Regions from separate parts of the Sus scrofa genome. Here region 1 is linked to region 2. The links are chromatin contacts, called in public Hi-C maps. All regions are on one chromosome and are shown on one strand. Each heading gives the region's core, a stretch centred on a gene start, on an enhancer-like site or on the middle of the called end of the contact. The rest is flanking DNA. Distances are from core to core; before and after follow the strand shown. Region 1 overlaps COL18A1 (collagen alpha-1(XVIII) chain). Region 2 has its middle 23 kb from the start of POFUT2.

What was found. A called contact is a pair of places that touch in the nucleus more often than the background predicts.
Region 1: a Hi-C map of omental adipose tissue shows a contact between it and region 2, with 9 times the contacts expected there. The contact joins two enhancer-like sites. A contact is called at or near these places in 4 of 5 promoter capture datasets (fetal liver, fetal skeletal muscle and liver), 7 of 47 Hi-C or Micro-C datasets (4-cell embryo, adipose tissue, blood and 2 more) and 1 of 2 datasets of contacts at active chromatin or transcription factors (skeletal muscle).

What each region holds. Positions count from the first base shown.
Region 1 is chr13:207,947,591-207,950,382 of Sscrofa11.1, reverse strand. All of the region lies in intron 2 of COL18A1 (collagen alpha-1(XVIII) chain), which reads right to left. Among named protein-coding and RNA genes, the nearest start is that of COL18A1, 41 kb to the right of the region's middle. Within about 2 kb of position 1,397, at least 15 of the 83 cell types and tissues checked have an H3K27ac peak or open chromatin away from gene starts, as enhancers often do. A contact at or near this core is called in omental adipose tissue, where this site is marked.
Region 2 is chr13:207,840,220-207,842,919 of Sscrofa11.1, reverse strand. No RefSeq gene overlaps it. Among named protein-coding and RNA genes, the nearest start is that of POFUT2, 23 kb to the right of the region's middle. Within about 2 kb of position 1,444, at least 11 of the 83 cell types and tissues checked have an H3K27ac peak or open chromatin away from gene starts, as enhancers often do. A contact at or near this core is called in omental adipose tissue, where this site is marked.

The sequences.
Region 1 (2,792 bases), core at 148-2,647, 110 kb before region 2:
GACTCCGAGGCAACGCACCTGACACTGGTCACCACCTCCAGCCCTTCAAACATCACAACGTGACGACAAAGAGAGAGGCTGGACACAGGGGGTGGCCTGGACAGGTAGGGCCACCAGAAGCCTGGGTTGCTGACTTCTGGGACCAAGATGAGGGTGTCCGGGGCTGGGGGCTCAGGGTGGGGCCCACCTCTGTCCAGGGGGCGTGGTCACTGCTGGACACAGGAGGGGGTAAGCGCCAACCCAGGGACGGGCCGGTCCCAGCAACCTCCGGGACACACGCGTTGCCAGGCAGGGCGGGGATCTGGGCCGTGGTCTGGCCCAGAAACGGCCCACCGGGGCGTCTTCTCTCCCACCACTATCTGGGGGCACGGCCCCCAGAGGGAGGCCCTGGGGCAGACGCCCCTCCGGGAGGCGGCTGCTGGCGGGGGTGTCCTGAGAAGGCCCGGTGAGCCTGCAGGTGTGTGTGTGGATGTGTGTGAGGGTGACAGCGTGACTGCGTCAGTGCGTGTCCCGTGTGGCGGACGCCTGGGATCCGGTCCTTGAGCACAGGGTCGGGCTGACCCAGGACCACTAGAACGGAGCAGAGGGAAGAAACGCTGAAGCCCAACTTCCCAAGACAAGCTCTGTTGTTCAAAGGGCCCTGAGGACAATCGATGAAAAGAGAAGAGACAGCCACTGGCACGAGGACGGGGCTTCGGGCACCTGCGGGGGGGCCCTCCCGCCTTGTGAGCAGCTCCGCCGGCCCGCCGGGCTCCCCTCAGCCTCTCTGTGTCCTGCAGGTAAAACCCTTTGCGATGAGAGGTGGGGACAGCAGCATCCGTGGAAGTGGCCTCAGCGCCTGCCCAGGGCAGATGGCCCCTCACAGGAGCAGGGGGACCTTCACAAGGTCCCTGGGCTCTGGGAGGCCAGGAATCACTTCCTGCTCAAAGACAGACTCCGCTGTCCAGCAAGACAGCACCGTCCAGGTCCCTTAGCATCAGCCACGCCCGGGGCCCACGTGTCCCCTGAGATTAGGAAAGAAGACTCTCACCGGCCTGGGTGCCAGTGGCCCTGGTGTCCCCACCCCACTGTCCCCAAAGTTAAGCATGGATGTGCCCCAGCAGCACCCTTCCCTCCAGGCAGCTAGACGTTTCCAAATTAATGAAGAATGCAAGATGCAGCAGCAGCTGGTGTCCTGGGCTTGAAGACAACAGCTTGTAGCAGGGGATGTCTCAGGGGCCTAGAAAGAGAGACACACACGAGGGACAGGCCCGGGAACCGAGAGACACAAGAGCTCCTTCCCAAAGTTTCCTGTTTCCTCTGCATGAAATTCTTCCTGCGTCCCATTGGGAGAAGCCTCCGAATGCCAGGACCCTGAGATCACAGATCCAGGCTCCAATTACAGGCAGCTGGGGTGGGACGTGGGCCACACCTTTCTGCAGATCTGGCAGCTGCTGCGCTGGCCGCGCTGGCCCGAGGTGCTGGCCCAGCCAACTCGGGAAGGAAACCAGCTCCTCTCCAACAGCGATGCCCAGGCCGAGCTCTGGGCGCTCAGAGGGCACCTTCCTGGGAACACGATGGGTGGCACCATGGCCAGCCCTGGCCCCTCCGGTCGGCCACCCTCCCCTGCAATCAAGGAAGCAGGGGACTTGCCTGGTAGAAGACAGGTTGCCTTTCAGCAAACAGGCAGCCATGAACAAGTGGGGTGGATCCTGACACGACCAACTGAGACGTAGCCCAGGTGCCTCAGGCTGGCTCGACGTCGAAAGTTGATGAACGCAAATCCGCCACTTCAACCGGGTAAAGACGAAAAGCCACACGCTCGTGGCCTTAGATGCAGAAAAGGCCTTGCGTAAAATCCCGTTACGACAAACACTCTCTGTCCACCAGGAGCAGAGGTCAGACTCCTCCCTTGATGAGACCATCGCAAGCCACAGCCAACATCGTGCTTCGTGGTGAGAAACTGGAAGCTTTTCCACCAAAACGAGGTACACGGCAAAGACCACTCCCCCCCCTCCTTTCCAACCCCGCGCGGGACAGTCTGGCGACCCCCGTGACACGAGAACTGGAGATGAAAGCACGTGGATCGAGGAGGAAGAAGTGAAAGTGTCCATTTGCAGGTGGCCAGTCGGAAAGAGAACTGAAGAAGAGCCCAAACAATCGTCCAAAACCCCTCTCGGAACGAGCAAGGCTGGCAAGGGTGTAGAAAGTCCATCACTTTCCTCTGTACCAGCCATGAGTGAGTCGAACTTGAAGTTCAAAATACAAACCGCTCACATCAGCAGCCCCCCCAGAGAAGAAGTACTTACTCACATTCACCCCAGGCACAAACGCGACCCCTGGACAGGCCCTACATGAGCAAAACGACACTGTTCCGACAAAAGAAATCAGAGAATAAATAAACGCGAGGGGGCTCCATGTTCGTAACTAGGAGATTCGATGCTGTCAAAATGCCGGCTCTTCCCACTTGACGTGCTGAGTCAACGCAATCCCAGCAGAAACGCCAGCACTTTGCTACCGCAGGAAAAGCCCCGCCGGCTGCCTCGGTCCCGAAGGAGAAGAACGACGTCGGACTTCGACACCACCCGCCTTCAAGGCCCGGCGTGAGGCTACGGTGAACAAGGCGGTGTGGAGACAGAGCGGATAAACCGACCAGCAGAACAGAAGAGAGAGCCCAGAAACGGACCCACGCGAGTGTAGTTAACCCATCTTTAGTTAAGAAGCAAAGGCACTGCAACGGGGGAAACAGACTCTCCAACAAATGGTGCTGGAACAACCGGACGCTACATGCAAAAAAAAAAAAAAGGAAGAAG
Region 2 (2,700 bases), core at 195-2,694:
GGCACAGCCCAGAGGCCGCCTGGGACGGCTGGCTGGAGAGCCACCTCGGCCTGGCACACGGGCAGCTGCCGCGCCCCTCACGCTTCCCTTCCTCTATTCTTTCAACCCCCAGCGCCGTCAGAGCACCAGGGGAACCAGGCTCAAGGCCTGGGCGCGGGTTGACGACCCTCTGGAGGAGCCGTTGCCGTCCAGTCCTGGACAAGGTTTCTCCCGAGTCCCATCCAGAGGAAGAGCCTAAACGCAGGCGTGACCCCTGGGGTCACTTCCGGACAAGCCGGGTCCCCCAGCCCTGGACGGCGGGCGAGGGGACGCCCGGGCCTGTCTCAGGAAACGCCCTGCTGGGCCCACCCACTGGCCATTGTCTCCTGCTGAATGACTTGCCATAAAGCTATAGTTCTGAACTGCTGAGATCCCTGTACGAATTGCACCCAACCCAGGTGTTCCGGTAAAAACTCTAAAAATAAGCCGGCACCACTGGCTCCCACGGCCGAGTCTGCGAACGTCGGTGACTCAGCCAGGACCCGGCACTTCATCATATAAGGACGTGGCTGGCTCTGGCCAGGCTGGCGCTCTGCTCCCCACCTCTCTCCCAAGGTCCCCCAAGGCCTGGAGGTCCATTCAGCTCCTATCAACCTCAGGAGAGCATCACGGGAGGGAGTCTGGGCCCAGGGCGAGTGGGCAGAAGGTGGTGGGGTCTGTGCAAACCCCAGGCCCAGCTGCAGGCTGGGTGGCAGGGTGGACCGTGGGTTCAGACGTCACCAGGCCGCTGGGCAGAGCCTTATAAGGAGCTCCCAGGGCCTCTGTACAAGCTCCCAGAATAGCTTCCCTGCTTGGCCTTTGGATGGAGAGGGTCAGAGACGCAGACCAGAGGCGGGTCGGGCCGGGCCGCTCGGCCGGCTTCCTTCCTGCCGGGGGCAGCAGGCGTGGGCGGGGGCACAGGTTGGCTCACAGGTGCAGGCCCGGGCCCCTGCCCCAGCCACGCCCGGGCCATCGCTGCTCACCAGACCACGGCCTCTCAGCCTTGTCTGTGCCGTGGTCCCTCGGGCCGTCTGGAGAAGCTGATTATGCTCAGGATGCTGTGCCAAAGAGTGTGAACCAAACACGAAGGATTCCACCCAGTCGTGTGGACACACAGTCGCAAAGCGCCTCTCACTGTGTCCCTGGACTGGGTGTGCTTCCTGACCGAGGCCTGAGTCCGCAGCTGCCCAGCGTCGCCAACCCCAGGACCCCTGGCCGGGCAGTCTGGACACCCGAAGGACGCAAGCCCGCTTCCTGCTCCTCTCCGTGTTTCGTCTGCACACTGCTCACTCACACATCCACACTGACACACTCGGCTCACACGCGCTCACGGCCTCCCCCCGACCTGACGCCGCCCGGCTGCTCCATGCCCCCTCCCCCGTGCAAGGTCAGCTGGCCGGAGCCCTCTGACCCTGGCCTGACTGCGAAGTGAGTCATCGAGGGCCCAGCACCCCCCCCACACCAGGGAAGGCTGCCTGGTGCCCAGGACCTGCAGGACGTTGGGCTATGTCCCATCCAGCTGGCCATCGGCCATTAGGGACAGGGGGCAGTGACTCTATCGCCAGTACAGGAGGGACCCCTGGAGAAGTGGGGGGCAGGGGGTCACACAGACCCCGAGGGGGCCCCGGAGCACATGCGGTGCTGAAGAGCCGCAGGAGCTGGGGGGCGGACACAGGGTGAGGGGAGCAGAGGTAAGGGTGAGGCCACAGGGGACCCCTCGCAGCCCTGCCCCCCTTCTCTCCTCTGAGCTCCCACGGCAGACCCGGGCCTCAGCCCAGAAGCCAGCCCCCCGGGCCTCCCCTCCCCACGCAGCCCACAGGGACCCTGTCCTCGCCTCTCCCCTTGGGCGGGGGCCCCTCGGAGAGCACAGCCCCCCATTGGTGAAGGTCAGCAGTTGGAGGCCTCCTAGAGGTCACGGTGAGCAGCGAAGGGGCTGGGAGACTCCCTGGGCCCCAGACTGACCCAAGGCCGGGCACCGTTTCTGGGCAGGTGTGTGCTGGTGGGTCCCTATGTGAGGGAGCCCCCAGAAGCGGCCTTTGGGGGTGGGGTGGGGGATGCATCCCCTGCATCTGCCCCCAACTGGGCCCCCTCTACACCTTCTGTCAGCAAGGGAGCGTGCCTGGGGTGCCAGGGTCCCCTCCAGGTTGGCCAGAGATGAGGCTGGGGGGGCTGCTGTCTGAGCCCCGCCCGGGGCATCTTGGCTCCAAGCTGAAGGGCTGGGTTTGGCCTCCGTCTCGATGTCTGCGTTTCTCCACGGCTGGGGAACCTGAGAGACGGGGGGACACCGCTGGCCACCTGGTCCTGCCAGGAGGCGGAGACCATACCAGGCTCGGAGCAGTGGCATCGAGCTGATTCGGGTCCCTTTGAGCTGAAGGAATCCGTGCAAGTGAACGCAGGGGCATTTTCCGGCTGGCCGGGACCAGCGCGGGGGGGGGGAGAGCTGTCCTTCCACCCTCTTCTCAGGATGGCTTCCCACACTTTTTCCCCCTCAGACGCCCACGTAAGAAAGGAGGGGTCCTCGGCTGTGTCGGAGGCTCAGCGCCGCCCCCATCACTCTGGTGGGGGGGGTTACAGGCGGCGGCAACAGAGATCGGTGGTCCCCTCACGTGAGCCTGGGCCTCCCTGGGTGCTGGGTCCCCCCCAGACCTGCTGGATCAGAATCTGCCCTTGAAGGGACGCCGG